Linked DNA regions of Zea mays: regions 1, 3, 4 and 5 are each linked to region 2. The links are chromatin contacts, called in public Hi-C and HiChIP or PLAC-seq maps. All regions are on one chromosome and are shown on one strand. The core of a region is the stretch at or near the end of the contact, and the rest is flanking DNA. Distances in the headings are between cores, read along the strand shown.

Region 1 (2,764 bases), core at 26-2,525, 300 kb before region 2:
TCGAGGAGGAAGACTTCCAGGAGTTACAAGAGTACGATGAGTTCTAGGCGTGGGTTAGCGGCAAACCCCGGTCGACTACCTGTGTATGCCGTGTGTATCTACGTTTCTTTTCTGCACTTTGATAATTGTTAAAGACTATGTGGATGTCTCGGACATCATGATGTAATTGACTATTATACCTTCTTTTATGTTATTATTTTAGCATTGTGTGATGATGTCCAGTTATATAACTGTTGTGTACGTGAATTGCTGATCCTGACACGTACATGGTTCGCATTCGGTTTGCCTTCTAAAACTGGGTGTGGCACTACCTATGCATAGGGTGGGCCCCTTGGGTCCACTGCCAGCCTCCCATATGGATGTAAAAAGAGGTGTGGTGAAAAATATAACCATACCAATCTATAATTACCCCGTTGAAGGGAATATTCCGGGGATGTAGCAGGTGACTAGGGGTATAATTGTATTTAGGCCTAATGATCCCCCGGTTATCCTATAAATACCTATGTTCCTGTAGCAAGATGGGAGACACTTGACAAGACATTCATCTGTTTTGTCGTGCCATCCGTCACTTTACTCTCGAGTGCTTGGGCCCACTGTTCCCGTCCCCACCACTCTCCTACCAGCTTGTGATGCCTTCGCTATTGGTAGGTATAGATCCGTATACTTATTCGGATGTTAAATTTTAGACCCCCTTTATTCGCTTGTGAATAAATAACATATATAATTTGCTTTGTAAATTTGTATTCTTGTTTTGAACATTGAGCCTATTAATATTCATAAAAAGTAAACCTCAAATTCATTCTATGTCTTTTTAAATAACTGATATAAAATTCAGATGTTTTTTCATTTTTTGTTGTAGGGAGAAAATAATGCATAAAAAGCTATACAAAATTTTATTCTCGTACTTCGTAATATTTGTAATAACATAAAATAAAAATTAACACAAAATTCTATACATATCTAAGCTAAAATATTAATATAATTCAGATGTTGAAACATTCCTAAGGTCTACTTTGGGAAGCACAAATCGTCTTCGGGATTGGAGGGGTTGAGATAGAAATAAACAAATTTTCTCTTTAATTATATTCAATCCCAGAAATTTGACTATCTGTCAATAAAAAATTAGCATCATTTTCCATTACTGACAGCCACTGCCCTGGTCCTGTGGTCAATTCAAAAGCCAAACGAACTTCTCTGTTCACTTGCATGTAAAAGGGAGGTTTCACAGGTGGGCCCCACTGTCTCACCCTCAACAACCCCACCATCCCCAGCGCCAGCGGATCGATTCCCGAGACACGAGCGCCAGCGGATCGATCATTCGATCCCCACCACTGCCCGAGGCCCCCTCCTCGCTGACTTGGCTCCTCCGCCGTGGCCGGAGGCGAAGCAAGTGTAAACCAGCCCACCCTCCTCCCCGTCTCCTCTCCCTCCCCATGCGCTGTTTTGTTCTGTATTGGGTTGTGCGCGGGGGACAGGACGCCTCCTGCGCCGACCGTTCCGTTCGTGTTTGTGCCTGCCTGTGCCTTCGGTTGTTCCTCTGAGCGACGGCGAGTCGGCGACCGAGGTGGGGTTCCGAGCGCCCCAGCCCGTGGTGGAATTCGTTTGGTCTGGTTGTTGCGGTAACAGCCTTCCACCCCCCCCCCCCCCCCCCCCCCCCCCTCCCCCCGACACTTCTGCTTTGAGTGCTGGGCTGCAGCACCTGATGCTTAGGATATCCAGGGTGCCGATCCGAATCGCAGCCTCAACGTGGGCAAAGCACTGGACCCGCAGTATCTACCGCTGCCGTTTCTTGCCCGTAGTTTGTAGTAAAAATTACATGTTGTTGCCCCTTGCCCGCCCGGGGAGTTCTGCTCGTACTGCATCATCAGAGGTGACAGGTACTTTGACTCTGGCGCTACGGTAAACGGGTAAAGAACAGTGACTTGTAGTTACTGTGTCATGGAATGGAACCGCCGTACTTGGATTGTTTGCAGGATCGAATTGAGCTTGGATGGAATGACCAATCTATTTTTCAGTGTGTTACTCTGTTGGCAGTGCTTGTTCGCAACCTATTTTCATACGAAGTTTCTACTTGCTTCGTTGAAAAAGTAAGCGATGTCAAAAGGTGTAAAAACGTTGAAATCGTGTTGGTTCTTGTCACTGTAGGGATATGTTCTGGATATGTTCTGGATATTTCGATATTGGAGGGTGCCATTAACAAATTGATGAGTTTGACCTCCCTACTGTTACCAGTTTGTATGACTGCATAACTGTTGTACTGTCATGTTCTGGATATGTTTCTCTATGACCGCCACTACCATTAATGGTCCTTCAGTGTCATCTCTACTTTTTTGTTGAATGATGAATGAATGGCTCACAGACATCATTTGGTTTTATTGCTTGTAGGGGGACCACAGAAGCATTAGCTGGGTGAACTCTTTCAAAAGGGGCAGGTGCGCTAGTTTGAATGGCTGCTACAAAGCTTCAGGCCTTTTGGAACCACCCTGCTGGCCCCAAAACCAGTTAGTCGTTTTCTAGACTTTAATCTTTTTGCTTTTTTTTTTCTTTGTTAACAGTGAACAAAGCATCCCTCATATTACGTAATGTTGTGTTCGTTATTGCTGGTCACGGCCATCACCATCTTGCACAGTGACAAGCTGTATAAAGAGTTAAAAGACTGACAATGGCCATCACCATCTTGCACAGTGATGTCTTCTTAGCTTGTGCTTATTTCAATAGATCAAATTATGCACGGTCTGCATTTCTGGTAGTATTTGTTATCACA
Region 2 (2,801 bases), core at 88-2,587:
CGGCAGATCGGCGGCTAGGCGAGGGTGACTTCATGCTCCGTACGAGGTATGACGGCTGTGAGCCTCTAGCCGCCCGACGTGGGCGTGAGTAGTGAGCCTCCGGCGTGGGAGAACAATGGCTCCTGACTGGTCGCTGGTTAACCACAGCTTTGGAAGCTTGGATGGTGGCTGGTGGTTGCAGGGAATTTTGGAGTCTGGGAGTGGCGCTGGCGAGTGGCGATTAGGTTGCCACTACTGCGCTGCACTACAGGGAGAAAGACCAAACAACACTAGTGGGCTTCGGTCAACTCGGGTTGGGTGTTGTCCTAGCCGGTTAGGGGTGCCAAATTATTTTCATCGGGTGCCCGTGGGTCACCCACGAGTGAACTTAGAAACCTGAACCCGAAGAGTTATATGTCGGGTCTGGGTCACACCCACATGTGAAAATAAGCGCCCGCACCCGTCGGGTCGGGTACCCGAACCCACGGGTGAAATTGCCATCTCTAGACAAGACAGACATATTAAGACTAATTAGTCCATGATTCGCCAGTGTGATGCTATAGTAAACACTTGCTAATCATGGATTAATTATGCTTAATAAATCTGTCTCGTTGTTTAGTCATCATTTATGTAAGAGCATGTACAATTCTGAGCCCTTAGATCAATTTTTCAATTATAGGAGACAACATGGAGACTGCATGATACAATTTTGAGCCTTAGATCATAAATGTACTTAAGAGACAATATATAGAGAGAGTTGTGTAGAGACATAGTATTTGCTAATAGCATGTTTCTTGTACTTTTTTATTTAACCCCTAAAGACACATCAAGTGACACCATAATAAATAGGGTTATACATTCTCTAATTAGTTTTATAATTAAACTATATTTAATATTTATAATTAATAAATACTCGAATATCAATTTAACACGGACTAAACTTTAATGAGCGAAACCACGCGTTCTTAACACACGATACTAGATGTGTATATTAAAGGGTGCACAACTGTATTTTTCAAAAGAAAAGATAAAATAAAAAAGAATTCGGGCGGCACGCAATGACGCACGCCCATGATGCGGGTGTAGCTGCAGTCCGACCGTACGTCAGATGCCAGACCACCACCGTGCCGTTTGGCCTGGGCAACCAAGCCTCCGACGGGCGACCGATTTGCACAGAGGCCCCTCGCCAACTCCCAAATCCCCCGCCCACCACCGCAATATCCATCCCTGGCCCCCCCGCGCCGCGCAGCGCAGGCCCCACGCTGATCCGCTATCAGCCCCGCCACGTGGCTAACCTGCCAGTTCATGACCCCACGGCCCCCGCGATATACTCCACCCAGCGACAACGAGGCGACTCCACTCTCGCTTTCTTCTGTCTCGCCTCGCCCTCGCCTTTGTTGATCTTTTCCTCTCTCGCGTTCCCCTCGCCTTCCTCTTCCTCCCCCACACCCACCGGTCGCCGCCCCCGTCGCCCCGTCCTCCTCGGTCCAGAGACGAGGGGGTCCGCGCCGTTCCGACGCCACACCGCAACCGCATCACATCACACACCGCCTGCTCCCACCGTCCGTCCGCCCTCCCTCGATCGCGCCCCCCGGATCGCTGGTACCTCCGCGCGCGGCTCCGACCTCATCTTCCTCCATCGACTGGCATCGGCAGCGGCGGCGTGTTCCCGGCCAGCCTTCGAAAGGGTGAGTGCACTCTCTCTCTCTCCCCGCAGGTCCGCACAGGGCTGGCTTCTTCCTTGCTTGCTCTTGGATTCCACCACGGTCAAGTGCTGTGGGTTGGCGACGGCGGTTTGGTCCCACCCGTGCTCCTCTTGCGGGGGGTTCAGTTTGATTCAGGCTCTCGTTCATGTTATCTGGGAAGGATTGAGGTGGGGTGGGGGTGGCGAGGTCGGTTTCATGTTCCTGTCTGGGGCTTTCGATTTGCTTCTGGAAAGGTCTGCAGCCGCCGCATGTTCGTTGTCAAGGTTGCCATTTTGGGGGCAATTCGTTAGGGATTTGAGGTTACCTGTTTTGGACGCTGTCGAATTTTTTCCACTTCTGGAATTCCTATAGGTTTCCGATTCCCTTCTGTGCTTGCAATTGCAAGTTGGCGACTGTGGCGATTATAGGACGCAGCTACGAAGAGATACAATATCATCTCTACCACTCCACTTTAATAATTTTTTAGGATATATTTGGAGATAACACAAAAGACGCAACGCATGTGCCCTCACTTTATTTCCGAAGCAGAGGCTATTAACAAAATGTTTGATGGTGATTGGTTCATAAATGGGAAATATTTAATGCAAAACTGATTTGTGTCCAATACCTTGTATTTCTATGTATGTATATATTTCTAGTCTTTGTTGGTGGGTTGGGTCCCTTCCTTAAGGGGTCATTTAATTTCTTTTGCCATCCTTACAGATGGCACCAATTCACCCCAAATCACCAGTCACTGACCAGTGGGACCAGGTTAGTTACTGACAGAGCATTTGGTCTGCCATTCTCTCTGTAAGAATGACAAAAAGATTAGATTGTCCCTTCCTTAAGTAGCAATTCTTGGATGGATGAATTTATTTATGGTTCTATCTTGATGGCAGTGGAAACCATTGTGTCTTGTAGGAATGGATGGAACCTTCAATCCCCGGTCTTTGCTCGACCTGCATCTAGTGGAGGATTACTTTGCCTCTTGTTTCTGACCTCAGTTTTATTCCATGGTTGCAGGTAATCAATCGCCAGACTTTTGGGAGCTCTGTTGGGGGGGACCGGGGGGAAGAGCCAAGTTACTGCAGAGGCTAACATTTCGGTTGTCGAGTGATGGCGCAAGGCATCAACTTC
Region 3 (2,720 bases), core at 138-2,637, 360 kb after region 2:
TCGTCCGTTTTTCATCAGACGAGTTTGCTTTAAAAATATGGGTATTCGGGTGGGGGTCAAAGGAAATAGCCGCGACCGCGAGACACCGCTGGGACCTACCGCTACCGCCCCGCTGCGGCTCCCCGCTCCCTGGGGGCGCGTGCCGTCGGGCCCACGCGACAGTCCGCATCGTCCGACGGGGCCTGCGGCACACGTACGCGACCGGCAAGTCTGGGTCTGGCCGTAGGTGGGGGACCCTTCGCCCCAGGCGCCTCGCGAAAATCGCGTGCCGCTTTTCACACGTTCACCCCTACAAAAGCTTGGAATCACTAGTCTCCTCCCTAATTAATTAATTCATTAATTTATTAATACGACATCGTTCAACGTTCATAGTACGCGGTTTCAAGCACCGGTTCCGTTTTTTTTTCTCGTTTTGTTTTCGAACTATATTTAGTTTTAAAATCACAAAGTATATTTCCCTCTTGAAGAACTGTGCATCTTCTGACGCAAACGCACGAGTTATTTGACACTGCAAGTGCAAGGCGTCGATCTGGCTAGCATTTTCTAAACAGTCAGGCGCGCACTCTTTCCTTATATTTTCCACGTTAAAGCTTTTCAACGAATAAACTCGAACTTCCCGTCGCCATTTTAATGGTCAAAGGTTTGGTGCCTACTAGAATCACTAGAACATTAGAGTTTCGTCGTAGGCTATGCTAGCCGAGCTCGGCTCGGCTCGGTGTGGCTTGTTTAGTAGTGGCTGAGCCCGACTCGACTCGTCTACTCACAGAGCTGTAAAAAGAGGTTCAGCTCGGTTCGCGAGTTGCACCTTAAAACTCATATTACATTATATAGTGAATTAATTATCTATAAATATGAAATAAATAATTATAACATGACATTACAAGTAATTTAAATTATAATTGTTATATATACATTTTTAAAGACTAGAAACGAGTCAGATATCTATAAAATTATCCAATATCCATTATTATTGTGTAGGTTGATTATTTTTATGCAGCTCGTGAGCCAACACGATATTAAAAATAATTTAAATTATAATTGTTATATATGCATCATTAAAAATTAAGAAACGAGTCATATATCTATAAAATTATCTATTATTCATTATTATTGTGTAGGTTGATTATTTTTGTGCAGCTCGCGAGCCGGCTCACGAGTCAGAGCGGCTCAGCTCGTTTCCTCAACGAGCTTGAAAACCTAGCTCAGCTCGGCTCGCTCGAGGCTCACGAGCCGGCTCGCAAGCTTCAAATTTTTTTGCGGACCTAGCTATGCCTAACAATATCTAATACTAATTGGCATGTTTATTATTAGGTCTACTTGAGTCCACTAATAGTAATTCTAGCTGCTAATTTTTAGTATAAAGAGAGAGAGAGCGCTAAGAGTCAATACATACATCCTGTCTTCCTAGAAACTTGAAACTAGGATTGGGTTAAAATTGGAACCGAGTTTAGTGCCATGGATGAATGAGTGTTTCACATTGTTATCGCGTCAAAACGGAAATAAGAGGAGGGGATTAAGCTAATGCCTTGTCATCACTGGGTGGCAAACTGTCGTATTTTCATTGATGCGGTGTTTTCTTTCCCGTCAGGTACTTCCAGCCGTGTGGGCCCGGGGCAGTTTGGTTGGTGGACGTGAAGCTACCCACGCTTCCACCAGCCCCAATTGGCGAGGCCACACCACACCACACCACGCGGGAGCGGGGCGGGCACCAGAAGCAGACGGCGAGCGAGCGACACACCTCTCATCTGCCCGCCCCTCTCCTCCGTCCAGCCTCTCCCCCTCTCCTCTCCTCTCCTCCCAAAACAAGAGCAGCGAGACGCGCGCGCGCGCGCCACGAGCTGGTGGAACCTCGCCGCCTCCCGCGGCAGATCTCGCGCCGAGCCCTGGTTTCGACGCGAGATCCGCGCCCGCCGTCCGCCGCTCGCCGCCTCCGTCCCGGTGCGTCTCCCGCCCTTCTTCCCTCAGCCTGCGCGCTCGTCGAATGCAGCGTGGGAAGATCCCTGTTTTTCTTCTTCTTCTTCTTCTCTTACTTTGGTTCCTGTTGCGATCCCATTTGATCTACGCCATGCCGCTGCCAACTTGTCGTTCACGAAAAGAAAATTCTCCCTCTCTCTCTCTCTTTCCGGCTGTCATTTGTGTGTCGATTCACGTGAGCGACGATGGAATGGGATCACGGCCGGCGGGGAGATCGCGTTTTGGTGCGCCCGCTCTTGGCGGTGATGTAACCGGGGATTCCGGGCGATTGGAGTGTGGATTGGAGCTGATGCATTTTGCTACCTCCAACCTTACCTTCCTCCCGTCCCTCCTGCGCCTACTGGAAGGTCGAATCTCGATAGATTCTACCTGTCTGTTTAGCTGGCCGCAGTGCTCAACTTGAAACGTGGTGGTCGCGAATTGCGATGGGAATCAGATTCTCTCCCGGGCATGTTTGATTCTCTGGTTGCTGTCAGGACAGGGTGCTGGAAACGGATTCGTTTCTGAATTCGCTTGCTCGCTGTATTCTTTTTTTATTAGCACTGCTGCGAAATTAGAGGAGCTTGCTCAACCGTACTCAGAGTTGCCGCCTCCTTTCTGGAATGAACAAATCACAAATGAGCTGTGTTTCTTGCTGAGAAAGAAGGTAGAATCTCATCATGAACAAATCTCATGGTAGCAGCATGTTTGTACAGCCCCGTCAGTCGTTCCGTGTCTTCTTGTAAAAGCAATTCGAGTTCTTTCCA
Region 4 (2,760 bases), core at 43-2,542, 260 kb after region 2:
TTTGTGAAATTCAATTGTAAGGGCGAGAGACTCCAAGCTGTGGAGATTCCTCGCAAACGGGAAAAGATCAAAGTAAAGAAGAACACCGTGGTATTCAAGTTGATCATTGGATCACTTGAGAGGAGTTGAGTGCAACTCTCGTCCGTTGGGACGCCACAACGTGGAGTAGGCAAGTTTTGTACTTGGCCGAACCACGGGATAAACACCGTGCCATCTCTGTGTTTGATTTCTTGTGGTTATTGTGTTTGGACTCATCTCTAGCCACTTGGCAACTATTGTGCTAACACTTAACAAGTTTTTGTGGCTATAAGTTTAAGTTTTTCACAGGATCACCTATTCACCCCCCCCCTCTAGGTGCTCTCAGCTGCATGGCACGGGCGCACTGTTTGACGATAGACTAGACAGGTGCGCCGTCTGCAGGATGACCCTGACGCCGTCTGCCAGCGGAGAGGACTGGACGCATTAAATGCCGAGAGGGCACATCGTCTGTCAGTATGGTGGCAGGCGGCGCGTCTTCTCCGCAATAAATGCAGAGACCTCTTGGCTTTAGAGGCCTTACGTCAGGCTCTGACCGTTGTCTTATGTCACAGACCAAAAGCCACGCGGCAGCAGCGGGCCTCCACCTTCGCGGGTAGCGCGAGCACGCAGGGTAAGACCTGGACACGTGCCAGCACCGGACCCTTACTTATTCCAGGGTTCCCCTGTCCCGGGTCCTTGCTGTGGTTCGGACCTCACTTGGAGGGACCTAGGGCCCATCCGAGGGACCCGGCATGCCTCCTTGGGAGTCCCGGATCGTAATAGAGGATCCAGATTGTGTGTAGAGGGGTCCGGTATTCCTCCGTAGAGGTCCGGACCCAACGATGCATCCTGGGGTGCATCATCTTCCCTTGCCGCACGGTGCTCCTAGACCTGCCCATGTGGTGGGTCAGGTGCCGTTCTTCGTGCGGCCAGGAGACGTCGTATGTGTACAACGTCTTTATACTATAGTAGAGGGTACCCCTGATCCAGAGTACCGACAATATTTTTATTTTTAGTAAGTAATTTGTAATTCCTAAAATTTTAGAAAATTATGGTGAATATAATATATAATATAAATGTTTTATAAATTTATATAAAGTTTGTACACCAGTAAAAATAGAATGAAAAAGATAAATTTAATATTATTTAAATCAATGTCACGTCAACTACTAATAACTAAAACTAAGGGTTGTCTCATATTCGAATTGCCTCCTCCAAGCCTTGTATTTACGCCCCAGTCCCCAGTCTCTCCACCTAGAATCGAATCCGCGATCTTCTTCTGCTCCAAGCAAAGCCGCACCCAGACCTCGACGGACGGCGAGCAGCAAGAGGGCAAGCCCGTACCCTATCGACTCGAACCTCGGAGCGGCGGATCGGTACTCGTAGGCAGTGGTGGACATGGCTTCGGCGGCGGTGATGGTGAGCTCGGCGGGCTCCCTGCTGGCGATGCTGCAAGAGCCGGCGCCGGAGCTCAAGCTCCACGCGCTCGCCAGCCTCAATTCTCTCGTCCACGCCTTCTGGCACGAGATCTCCACCAGCGTCTCCTCCATGTAAGTCCCCTCCTCCTCGCGCCCTTCCCCGCTCCTCCAGCGGCCCCCTCCACTCCCGCCCGGCCGACCCCTCAATTTGCCCGCTCTACCGCCGCCACAGCCGACGGCAGGTGCTGCATCGCCCCATCGCCGCGCGTTTCCATTAGTTTCGGTGAATTTCTGTTAGCCTAGGTTCGATTCGGGCTCGCCTGCAGAGGTCCGGCTAGATGGCGGCGGCGCCGCCGCGTCGAGTTCCATTCAGAGGGAACCCTGTGTCCGATCTGTTGGGATGGAGGTTTTGGGAGGGTTAATGTGCTACCGTTGGTAACTGGAAACCTAGAATTTTTAGAATTTAGAGCTTGTCATGACATGTCCTCCAATTTATGGACACTGTTTGCTGAAAAATTTGAACTTTGTTGCTAAGTTTCTAGATTGTTTAAGGCAACAAATCCCGAACTTCTATATTCGGGTTGTCATGATAGGGTATGAATCAAATGTGGTAACTTTGTTCTTTAAAATAAAAACTTGTAACCTGTGACAAAGTAATACTGATTATGTGTTTATACTGTTTAATGTCTCTCTTAATGTCGGAACTGCCCTTAGCTTATTGGTTGCTCCTCAGTTCAATAGAAGCTATCCAGTCATAGCGGAGAAATGAGTAAATGCTATATGAGAATTGGTGTTTATTTCCTGGGAGTTGCATTCATTTTAGAAGGATCCGTATGAATACCAAGATTCTTCATGACTGATGCAATTGATGTGCATGTGGCAATATATTTTGTCTCTTTATTATCCTGGTCACTGGTTGTAAAAAGTTTTGACAATCAGTTTGTGCTTAGGTGCTTTGCTTTGTCCTGTATTCCTATTTCCTCACAATTTGTTCCCTGCTGCTTGCAGTGAGAGTTTGTATGAAGACGAGGAGTTTGTCCAGAGGCAACTTGCAGCACTAGTTGCCTCTAAGGTATTTTTCTACTTGGGCGAGCTAAATGATGCTCTGTCATATGCACTTGGCGCTGGACCCTTGTTTGATGTTTCTGACGACTCTGATTATGCTCAAACACTGTTAGGTGAGGAACTGCCTGGTGCCTGCATCATGGCCAGTTAATTATTGCCAGCATTAAAAGTACTATGTTAACATTATTTCTTGTTTATTTTTTCAGCAAAAGCTTTGGATGAATATACTGCCATCCAATCAAGGGGCACTGGGGAAGAA
Region 5 (2,727 bases), core at 107-2,606, 460 kb after region 2:
CCTATCCCTTTTAAGCCTTTCCCAGTTTTGAACAGCCTACTAGCCACCAGCAGAATATACTCCCACTAACCTATGTACTTCTACATGGACGAAGAAATCAACAATCCTACTCGAGCTAGATGCCATATAGCAGAAAGAAATGCCTAGAGGCCAGAGGGAGCAGCTCCAATATTACAAGTTTGTTTATTCCACACTAGATATAAGCTTCCTTCGAATATGTTCAGGAGCTTACTAGTGATCATTTTTTTCCCAGGGAATACAGTTAGAAGCACAAGCAGTAGTAAAAAAATACTGGTGCTGGCAGAGAAAGAGAAACCAATTAGTAACAGGAATAAATAGATATCAATTTGAAGTGTTCAGTTGGTAAAAAAAACTTGAGAAAGTTAATCAGATGAGTGCCGATGGATGTGATTGATAGTTGCAGAATTCTATTCAAGTCAGTTTGCAATCCCAAAGCAACAGGAAGCAATAGGTAGTATCCTTCAGAAGTGGTGCAGCCACACCAAGGGTTGGTCGAATGGGTTATTATCTTGGATGGATATGAAAATGCAAGCAACAAACTCCAGCCAAGCGTCTAAAGCCCATGGTGTTATTCTCATGTGCTTTATGTTTGTGTATTCTCTACCCAAGTAATACACATAACAAAAACAATTGTTACCGTTAAACTTACCAACAAAATAGAAATTCCGTACAGTATTATTCCAGTTCCACCACCAAGAAAATCGGGCACAGGAATTATACACATGTACATGGCCTACTTCATACCAGTAAGCATGTTCCCAAAAAGATCCCTGAAATTAAGGAAACATAGTTGAATAGCCCCCTTTGTTTTCCTACCTCCTTTCCGCTTTTTTGCAGTACGATCTACTAGCCATCAGCTACAACTACCAGCAGCATCTACCACTAGCCTGCTACTGTGAGACGACAAATCAAAGATTCCTGCTGGACAAACCATAGCACACCTCACAATCGTCACGATACAAGTTCACAAACAGCCAGCAAGCAGAATCGACAACAACAAAAGAAGACAGAATTGCATCGACTGAGATGCGGAGCTAGCAGAAGGAAGCGGAGGATAAAGGAAGGGGGGGTGCTCACGAGATGTGGAGGTGGCGGAAGAGGAGGCCGAGGATGGAGAGCGAGCAGAGGAGGACGAGGAGCACGTCTGCTGCAAGGGACACCGCGCTGGCTCGCCGTACCGCGCAGTGGTAGTAGACCAGCCCCCCACACACCGCGCCAACCGCCCACCGGCCGGCCCCTGTCCCCCCTCCGCCTCCGCCTCCGCTCCCCCTCGCCGCCGCGGAATCGCCGTCGACGCCGGTGGGGTCCATGGGCGCGTCTGGTGCCGTGCCCTGCTTCTTGGACCCCTCTTTCCCACCGTCCTCTTCTAGTCTTCTACTGGATGGGCCGGGCCAAGTCATCGTTAGGCTGTTAGGTTAAGCTTTTTTTAAGGAAATTTTCTAAGAATGTGGTTGGTAAGAGAATCTAACGGTACGTTTGGTTGGAGAGTCAATTAAAATAGAACGGTTCCATTCTAGTTTTTTATAATGGATTCGTTCTATTTTTTGTTTGACAAACATAAAACAGAGTCGCCCTATTTTTTTGTTTGGTTGAAGAGTAAAATAGGGCGGAGCCACTCCGTTCTTTGTTTGGTTGGAGAGACATATGAGTGTAGAGGAGAGAAAAGGAAGAAGAGCGCTCGCATCCGAGAGAGCCCTCGCATCCAATCATTTTGTTGGAGCGGGAGCACTCCAATTATTTATGGTAAATTTTCATATAAAACTTCACTCCTTTTTTGTTAGAAACCAAACATCCAAAAAAACTAGAATAGCGCCGCTCCATTCTTCTCCACTTCTCAACCAAACGCACCCTAAGTATCACGTGGGAACAAGATAAAAAGGGTCGTGTTTAGTTTAGGACGTAGAAAGTAACTGTTTCCTGTTTCCTCAACGGGTCATAATTTTATGTTCACGTTGATTTTAGATGGTTTTGATCAAAGCGATTTTTATAAAAAAAACGGGCGGGCTGACACGTCTACGACTACGGTATTTTTAGAAATTTCTTTAACCAGTTAGTACTTATTAGCTAACTAGCAGTCCAATATTCACTAATTTAAACTATATATATGTTCTTTTTTTTATCTAACTTGTGACTAGTCCTGGGCCGGTCCTGAGGGCGGGCAACCGGAGCGGCCGCACCGGGCCCCAAAATTCCAGGGGCCCCACCCAGCTATACATACAGTGTATATACGTCAGGGAGTGCAAGGGCGATTACTTGATGTTAATCCAAGAGCTTTATATATGCCATGTGCTTGTCATAGTCTTAATCTTACACTTTATGACATGGCTAAATCTTGTGAGAAAGTTGCTACGTTCTTTGGAATTGTGCAAGCTGAGAAGGCCTTTGAAGTTAACTATTTCTTAGTTGTTGTTGATATGGCAAACAGCTCACTGAAAAATAGATTTGAAGAACTCCAGACATTCAAGAGTATATTTGGGGTTTTATTAAGCTCGACAACATTGAAGTCGCTATGGAGATCTTTGAGTATATTCGGAAAATGGATTCGTATCCAAATATTTCAATCGCTTACCAGATATTATTTACTGTGCCTGTAACTGTTGCATCAGCTGAGAGAAGCTTTTCAAAGTTGAAATTGTTGAAGAACTATTTAAGGTCAACAATGTCTCAAGAACGGCTCAACGGATTGACCACTTTATGTATTAAGAA

What was found. A called contact is a pair of places that touch in the nucleus more often than the background predicts. HiChIP or PLAC-seq counts read pairs in DNA pulled down with a chosen protein or histone mark.
Region 1: a Hi-C map of tassel shows a contact between it and region 2, with 3 times the contacts expected there. The contact joins the promoter of LOC100285678 here to the promoter of LOC100282546 in region 2. A contact is called at or near these places in 2 of 25 Hi-C or Micro-C datasets (leaf and tassel).
Region 3: a contact with region 2 is called in a Hi-C map of leaf, with 5 times the contacts expected there. The contact joins the promoter of LOC109942973 here to the promoter of LOC100282546 in region 2. A contact is called at or near these places in 4 of 25 Hi-C or Micro-C datasets (ear, leaf and leaf mesophyll).
Region 4: an H3K4me3 HiChIP or PLAC-seq map of leaf shows a contact between it and region 2, with 4 times the contacts expected there. The contact joins the promoter of LOC100382965 here to the promoter of LOC100282546 in region 2. A contact is called at or near these places in 5 of 25 Hi-C or Micro-C datasets (bundle sheath, leaf, tassel and 1 more) and 1 of 3 datasets of contacts at active chromatin or transcription factors (leaf).
Region 5: a Hi-C map of tassel shows a contact between it and region 2, with 1.8 times the contacts expected there. The contact joins the promoter of LOC100382184 here to the promoter of LOC100282546 in region 2. A contact is called at or near these places in 2 of 25 Hi-C or Micro-C datasets (leaf and tassel).

Annotation. Positions count from the first base shown.
Region 1 is chr10:67,096,027-67,098,790 of Zm-B73-REFERENCE-NAM-5.0, forward strand. LOC100285678 reads left to right here and starts at 1,276. Exons shown (of 6, transcript NM_001158569.1): 1 at 1,276-1,392; 2 at 2,386-2,501. The coding sequence starts at 2,447.
Region 2 is chr10:67,397,154-67,399,954 of Zm-B73-REFERENCE-NAM-5.0, forward strand. LOC100282546 reads left to right here and starts at 1,338. Exons shown (of 3, transcript NM_001155454.2): 1 at 1,338-1,667; 2 at 2,688-2,801. The coding sequence starts at 2,781.
Region 3 is chr10:67,759,573-67,762,292 of Zm-B73-REFERENCE-NAM-5.0, forward strand. It overlaps LOC109942973 (ethanolamine-phosphate cytidylyltransferase), which reads left to right and starts at 1,388. Exons shown (of 10, transcript XM_020545589.1): 1 at 1,388-1,938.
Region 4 is chr10:67,655,928-67,658,687 of Zm-B73-REFERENCE-NAM-5.0, forward strand. LOC100382965 reads left to right here and starts at 1,293. Exons shown (of 11, transcript NM_001353406.1): 1 at 1,293-1,568; 2 at 2,445-2,614; 3 at 2,708-2,760. The coding sequence starts at 1,417.
Region 5 is chr10:67,853,039-67,855,765 of Zm-B73-REFERENCE-NAM-5.0, forward strand. LOC100382184 reads right to left here and starts at 1,357. Exons shown (of 4, transcript NM_001174943.1): 1 at 1,099-1,357. The coding sequence starts at 1,331.